Linked DNA regions of Mus musculus: region 1 is linked to region 2. Evidence: chromatin contacts called from public Hi-C data. All regions are on one chromosome and are shown on one strand. Each heading gives the region's core, a stretch centred on a gene start, on an enhancer-like site or on the middle of the called end of the contact. The rest is flanking DNA. Distances are from core to core; before and after follow the strand shown. Region 1 overlaps Fgd6 (FYVE, RhoGEF and PH domain containing 6). Region 2 has its middle 18 kb from the start of Mir331.

Region 1 (3,327 bases), core at 456-2,955, 150 kb after region 2:
CCTCATCCACTGTCACTGTCATGATGAGGAAATGCCTTCCAGTTGGAAAACAAAAGTCATTCTGCTGCCAAGCCACCAGCATAGTCTTCACGTAATTCTGCAGGAACTCCTGCATCTGAACTGTGCCCATCACCTGTGCCCATCACCACACTGGCAGACACATGTTTCACTGCTCACCTTGCTGAGCTTTGAACGTATTTACTATCTGGGGAGTGATTCATAAGTGCGTTCTATAGCATTCCTCGATCGATCGTAGACAGTCTTAACGACTTCCAAGAGTTAAGTAGCTGTGTTTTCTCCCAGCAAAATGCCAGGGCTGATTGAGGCAAGCTGCAAGGGATGGAATGTGGCTGCTGTCAGCTTGTTCTCTGGAGATGCCTGTGTGGTTTGCTAAAACTGGAGTTTTTGCAAACTAAATTCTTGTTGGATATTTTACTAGTTACACAAGTTAGTTCTGTAGTCGCTACGTATAGATAAGGTGTTCCTTTAGATTAATATGACTAATGGGACAATAAAAATGAACCCAGGCTCTACTTCCAGAAAAAGGTTTTAGTATTTGTTAAGAACGTGAGGAGGCTGAGAATGTAGCTCTGTGGTAGACTTTCCTGCCTAGCATTCAGGAATACCTGGGCTTAGTCCTGAGTGTCTAATAAACTGGGTATGGTGCTACAGGCCTGTTATTCCAGTGCTGGGGAGGTAGAGGCAAGAAGAGCAGAGGGTCAAGGCTATCCTTGGCTACTTAACAGTTTTGAGGCCGTACTGGCACATCTGTAATTGCAGTCATCCAGAGGTTGAGGGAGTAGGATTGCCATTTCCTGAGGCCATCCTGGTCTCCGCAAGACTGTCTGAAAACATAAAGAAACATTGAGAGGAGATTGGAGTGTAGCTGGGACGTGAAACCTTGTCTGCATTCAGAAGACTGGGAACGTAACATCCCTCTCTGTAAAGAAACTTGAGTGTCCTTTAGGGTAGGAAACCTCCCGTTCTTTTAGAGTACATGTGAGGATTTTTTAATTTGGGGTTTGTTTTGTTCATTTCCGTATCTTCATTTTTATTTTTTTAATTTGCCCCGGAGAAGTAAGAGCTACTCTTAATTAATTTGTCTTTTAGGGGAATATGTTGGAGGGATCAACAGAGGAAATGCTAGCCCTTTCCAAGAAAGAGCCTAGTGAGTGTGCTCAGGATTCTGTTTGAGGATTTGTAATCAGACTCTTAGGAGAAGGAATGGTCCTTTGTTTTGGAGTCTTGAACTGGGGGGACTCCAGTATTGTTTAACTTAGATCTTGAGGCCCACCCTCAGGACAATGGAGCCTCTGCCAACGCTTATCTCCTCCCCCACCCTTTCCTCCTCCTCTCTGCAGTGCTGGGTGTGGTGCTGGTGACCTATATTAAAACATGGCAGTAGTCTTAGAAAGAACAGAAGATGAAAATATGTGGGGGTTTTTTTGAGGGGAAAAAATATTTTAAAAGTTAACATATTCTCAATATCCCCAGCTCCAGACCCCCTGAGGGGCCTGCGAAAAGGGTTGATGGGCCATGCTGCCCTGGTTTGGGAGTTCTGGCTGTCCAGAAACACACTGCACTGCCACAGAGGGTGGGAGGCCTATAAGGGAGCCCTGTGGGGAGAGCGTGTGGGAAGGCTATGTGTAGATCCAGACTTCACACACCACACTGCTTCATCAGCATAAAATTCTGCTGAGTCATGAGGTCTTGTAGTGGGGACATGACTCTCTAGTTCAGGCCATGGGGCACCATGCCCTGCTGTGGTAGCACACCTATCCTGTCCAGGAAGAACATCTGTCCAGGGTGGCACATGGAGATGCTGAGCCCCCACTGGACCCCATGTTGGCCTGGGAGATTGGGGAACCCAAAGGGCATCTGCTACACCATCGTGTTCTGTGGGTTCATGAGATGCAGACTGGGGGCCCATGCCTTGGGTTGGTTCTCGCTTTTGGGGTAGTATTGGAGGGTGCTACTTGGTTTCTCAGAGGGGCTGATTCTGGGTAAGTCACCTTCAGGAATGCTGGTATGTAAGGCTGGGCAGGATTCCCTCACTCACTCATTCATTACGGGTGCCACCCCAGGGAGACCCCAGATGGATATGTCGCCTGTAAGCTTATGTGGTCAGAAACATCTTTGCCTATCAGGTGCTGCTGAGGTGGGTATGGGACCAGGTGGCTGGATTTTTAAGTATAAATGGTGAGCTCATTGGGAGCTTGGCTGAAGGGAGAGGAACATTGACACCTAGAGTCGGAGTGTTGTGTTGACTGTACCAAATGTGTTGCAGTAAGTTTGTGCAACAGCCAATTAAACATTCTTGCTAGTACTATAGTAGTTGTGTAACAGTTGCACCTATTTCACAAGGGAGGAAACCGAGGTCAGGTCAAGGAAGCAGAGTCAATCAAGGGCAGTGGCCAAGATCTAGAATCCTGATTGCCAAGTGCCTCCCTCTGCAAGATTCAGCTAGAGGCTCCAGGTTGGGAAACGACTTCTGACAGAGATGAGGGCCTCTTAAATCCAGAATGGAGTTAGCTAAGACCTTCTTAGAACTTCTTAAAATTTTTAATTGAATATTTTTGAGAATATCATGCATAAGTACTACACTTACATAATTTCTGCCTCACCCTCCAACTCCTTTTCCCACTTTCAACTCCTGCTTTGCCCACACTTCCCAATTCACTCTTTAATCACACCCACAGACACACAATTTACTGAGTCTACTTAGTATTGCTCCTATGTAGATAATTCTTGGGGCTGACCACTTGGGATTAAATAACTATCAGGGTCATTCCCTAGGAAAAAAAGGATTCTTTCCCTTCTGGCAGCTTCTAGTTCTTCATCTAAGTGTGGGGCCTTGTGACTGTTCCCCCTTTCATGTTCGCACATCAGCTGTTTAGGCAATAAGTTGTGATTTCGTGTGATTCCAGTCATGTCTAGAAGATGCTGTCTCAGAGCAGGTCTCCTGAATTTCTGGCACTTATTTTTTCTCTCCATGATTCCCCAGTGTTTTCTGAGCCTTGAGTGTAGGGGTTGTGTTATAGGTGAACCAGTTGGGGCTGGACACCCCTCAATCATTTGTCTTCTATATTTTGACTAGTTGTGGATCTCTGTAATAGTCCCTAGGTATTGCAAAGGGGAGCTTCTTTGATGAGGTATAAAAGCTACACATATCTGTGGGTATAAAGATCAATATTTAGGATAAAGTTAAAATATATATTGGTTTATGTATCAGTCAGAGTCCTCTAAAATAACAAAATTTGTAGAATGGATCTCTAGTGTACATATATAGAGAAAGGGGATTTATTAGAATAACTTACAAAGTGTAGT
Region 2 (3,165 bases), core at 377-2,876:
CAGACTAAGCCTGCAAACGCCAAAGGCCTGGAGTCTGGCAAAGCACCAGCTGCTCCTGGTGAGTTGTCTTTAGGGCGCTGCCCTCGGGGAGCCCTAAATAGCTTCCTGGGAGTGTGTCATCGTTTGTTTATGGGTCTGGTGGCCCTGTCTGAAACCTAGTAGGGAAAAATACCATGTCTTTGAATGAATGAGAAGCTAGAAAGCTTGACTTCCCACAAGGATTTCCTGGTCGCTCCCCCCCCCCCCCCTTCACACACCAGAACGATTTGCATCTGCCTGGGCTTCTCCTTCCCTTTGCCTACTCATACAGAGCAAAACTCAAGACTGCACAGCCCACCTTAGGAGTCGGCACGGACATTACTGGAGTGACGCAGGTCAGGTCTCACTTTTAAGAAGTGCATGCACATAAGCTAGCGAGGAAATAGCCATTTCCAACCAAGTAGAACCACTCCGTAAGTAAAATAGCCTCATCCAAGTTTCTAGAGAGGGCAAAGCTAACATACAGTGACAGATAGGCCAAACTGTGGGACTAATAGATGCCCACGATGGGTCAGGAGCTGAAGCAAGCGCGGTTTCCTTGCTGGACATTTCTAGTCATTTTATGAGTTCCGTATCCCTTAAAAGAAACAAACAAACAAAATAGGATATTTGTTTCATTTCTTACATTACACAAGTAAAGTAATATATAGTATTCCCTTAGGTAAAACTATGAAAATGTGTATTAATCAGTCAATCCCCTTTTTGTAAGTAAGAGAAGCAGAGTAATTTGCCTGAGGCCACACAGGCAAGTAGTGGAACCCAGGTTTGAACTCCGGCTGCTTTCAAAGTTCACAGTTTACTTCACTAGGCTATTTTACTTGAGGAGTGATTCACTAATGATCACCCAGCTCCTGTCAGCCTATTAGACCCTGGGAATCTTGGCAGAGGAGATGGTTGAGAGGAAACACACATCCTGGTTAAGTTGTACTCACCTGACATCTAGATCCAAGGCTTCTCAGCTGAATGAAGTTAGTTTAGTTCCTGACAGGGGGAAAGTGGACAACTCACCCACTCCTGACCCTCTGAAACAACCAGGTTCCTATTTAAACCCTGGCTGTCAAGCCGAGAGAAGGTTTACACTTCAGCCTGCTGAACTGTCTCTCTGTCCACTGGGTGACAGTGTTGATCCATTGGAAATAAACGTGTCTTGTCCTTGAGCCAGAAAACTCCAGGCCCCTAAAAAGGGAAGACTGCAGGCAGATGGTGTTTGGAGGGTCAGCTGGATAGGCACAGCTTCATGTCGGCTCTTAGAATGAGGCCGAATGGATTTATGTTGTAACTTTCAGTGGAAAATGTGTGTGTGTGTGTGTGTGTGTGGGAGGAATCATCTGTTATCCCATTAAGATTCAATTTCTTTGAAGATAGATAAGATCGTCACAGTAAATGAACCTACACTTTTCTAATAGTTTAATGAAGGCAGGAAGTTTGCAGAGCTCACTGTGGACACTGAGCTGACAGTCCACGTCAGCTGCCCGTCTTGGTGAGGGAGGATTTATTCTCCAGGCACGTATGCATCTGCTACAATACCATTTGTCACCCCAGGGCTCCCAGGAGGAACATGACTGTCACTAGGGAATGTTATTGCCAAACCTCCAGGTCACAGGTTTACACTGGTCTGTTTGTTCTATTGATCCCTGTCTTCAAGCGGGAAAGACAGAAGTGAGGCAAATAGAAACTTCTGACTCAGTGTGACTTGTGGAAACTACTGGGCTACCAGGAAGTGGCCCCACAAGCCACACGAACACTGATCTCAGTCAGACAGGGATGGTTTATTGAACACCCATGTAAAGGCTGATTGACCAGAGCAACAGTTCAGGCTCGAGAGCTAAAAGCTGTGTGCTGGACATTTCTCAAGCTCAGCTTATAAAAGGCTAAAACCACAAAACCCACAATGAGCTTATACACAGGTGCTGGTAGTACCGCGTAGTGGTTAGCCCTGACTCAAGCCGTTTTAGACATAACAGTTCATATTGACCTTTAATTTGATGGGCCCTATGAGAGGCTTATAGTTGTGGAATTATTAAAGACTAACAAGCCCTATAACATACAGAACATAACAGGGTATGTGGTCAGCATGATCCTGCTCTGAGTCAAATTATTTTTCTGTGTCAATGACTGGCAGGCATGTTACAGCAACAATATCAAATAGCTGGCGGGCAGGCATGTCCCAGAGGCCTGGGATGGGGGAGGCTCCCAGGACTCAATGTGGATGACCTTAGCCAAAATGCCCAACAGTGGGGATGTGGAACCTGAAGAGACCACCTCCAAGAGTTAGATAGGGCCCCCAGTGGAGGGATAGGGATACCAATCCACCTTCAAATATTTCCACCCCAAACTGTTCCTGTCTGAAAGAAATGCAGGGACAAACTGGAGCACAGACTGAATGAATGGCCGAGCAGTGACTGGCCCAACTTGGGATCCATCCCATGGGTGAGCACCAAACCCTGACACTATTACATGCTGTGTTGTGCTTGCAGACAGGAGCCTAGCATGGCTGTCCTCTGAGAGGCTCTACCAGCATCTGACTGCGACAGATGCAGATACTCACAGCTAAGCATTGGACTGAGGTCAGGGACCCTATGGAAGAGTTAGGGGAAGGATTGAAGGAGCTGAAGGGAATGGCAACCCCATAGGAAGACCAACAGTGTCAACTAACCTGGACCCCTCAGAGCACCTAGAGACTAAGCCACCAACTAAAGAGCAAATGGGCTGGCCTGAGGTCCCTGGCACATATGTAGCAGAGGGGCTGCCTTGTCTGGCTTCAGTGGGAGAGGATGTGCCTAATCTTGTAGAGACTTGATGCCCTAGTGATGGGGGATGCCGGCATGGGGACTCCCTCTCAGAGGTGAAGGGGAGGAGGGAAGGGGAGAAGAACTCTTCGAGGAGGGGCTGGGAGGAGGGCACCATTTGAGATGTAAATAATAACATAATTAATAATAAAAATAACTTACCTCATAATACATAATAAAAATTATAAATAAGATGCTTTACAAAAAAAAAAAGAGAGAGAAAGTAAGTCTGTGGGGTGGTGTCCCTTATGTCCAGAAAAAGTGTCTGTAATTGTGGCAGTAGCTTGGTTCTGTAAGTAGTTACAGAGCTTGTCAACACTGCTTTAACCGCCTGAGA

The links. Hi-C and Micro-C count contacts between places; a contact is called where the count stands out from the background.
Region 1: a Hi-C map of liver shows a contact between it and region 2, with 4 times the contacts expected there. The contact joins two enhancer-like sites. A contact is called at or near these places in 3 of 484 Hi-C or Micro-C datasets (the AML12 cell line, LSK cells and liver) and 1 of 115 datasets of contacts at active chromatin or transcription factors (embryonic stem cells).

Annotation. Positions count from the first base shown.
Region 1 is chr10:94,095,961-94,099,287 of GRCm38.p6, forward strand. The region is part of intron 5 of Fgd6 (FYVE, RhoGEF and PH domain containing 6); the gene reads left to right. It also overlaps the pseudogene Gm18391. Among named protein-coding and RNA genes, the nearest start is that of Nr2c1, 50 kb to the right of the region's middle. Within about 2 kb of position 1,706, at least 44 of the 459 cell types and tissues checked have an H3K27ac peak or open chromatin away from gene starts, as enhancers often do. A contact at or near this core is called in liver, where this site is marked.
Region 2 is chr10:93,944,410-93,947,574 of GRCm38.p6, forward strand. No RefSeq gene overlaps it. Among named protein-coding and RNA genes, the nearest start is that of Mir331, 18 kb to the right of the region's middle. Within about 2 kb of position 1,627, at least 51 of the 459 cell types and tissues checked have an H3K27ac peak or open chromatin away from gene starts, as enhancers often do. A contact at or near this core is called in liver, where this site is marked.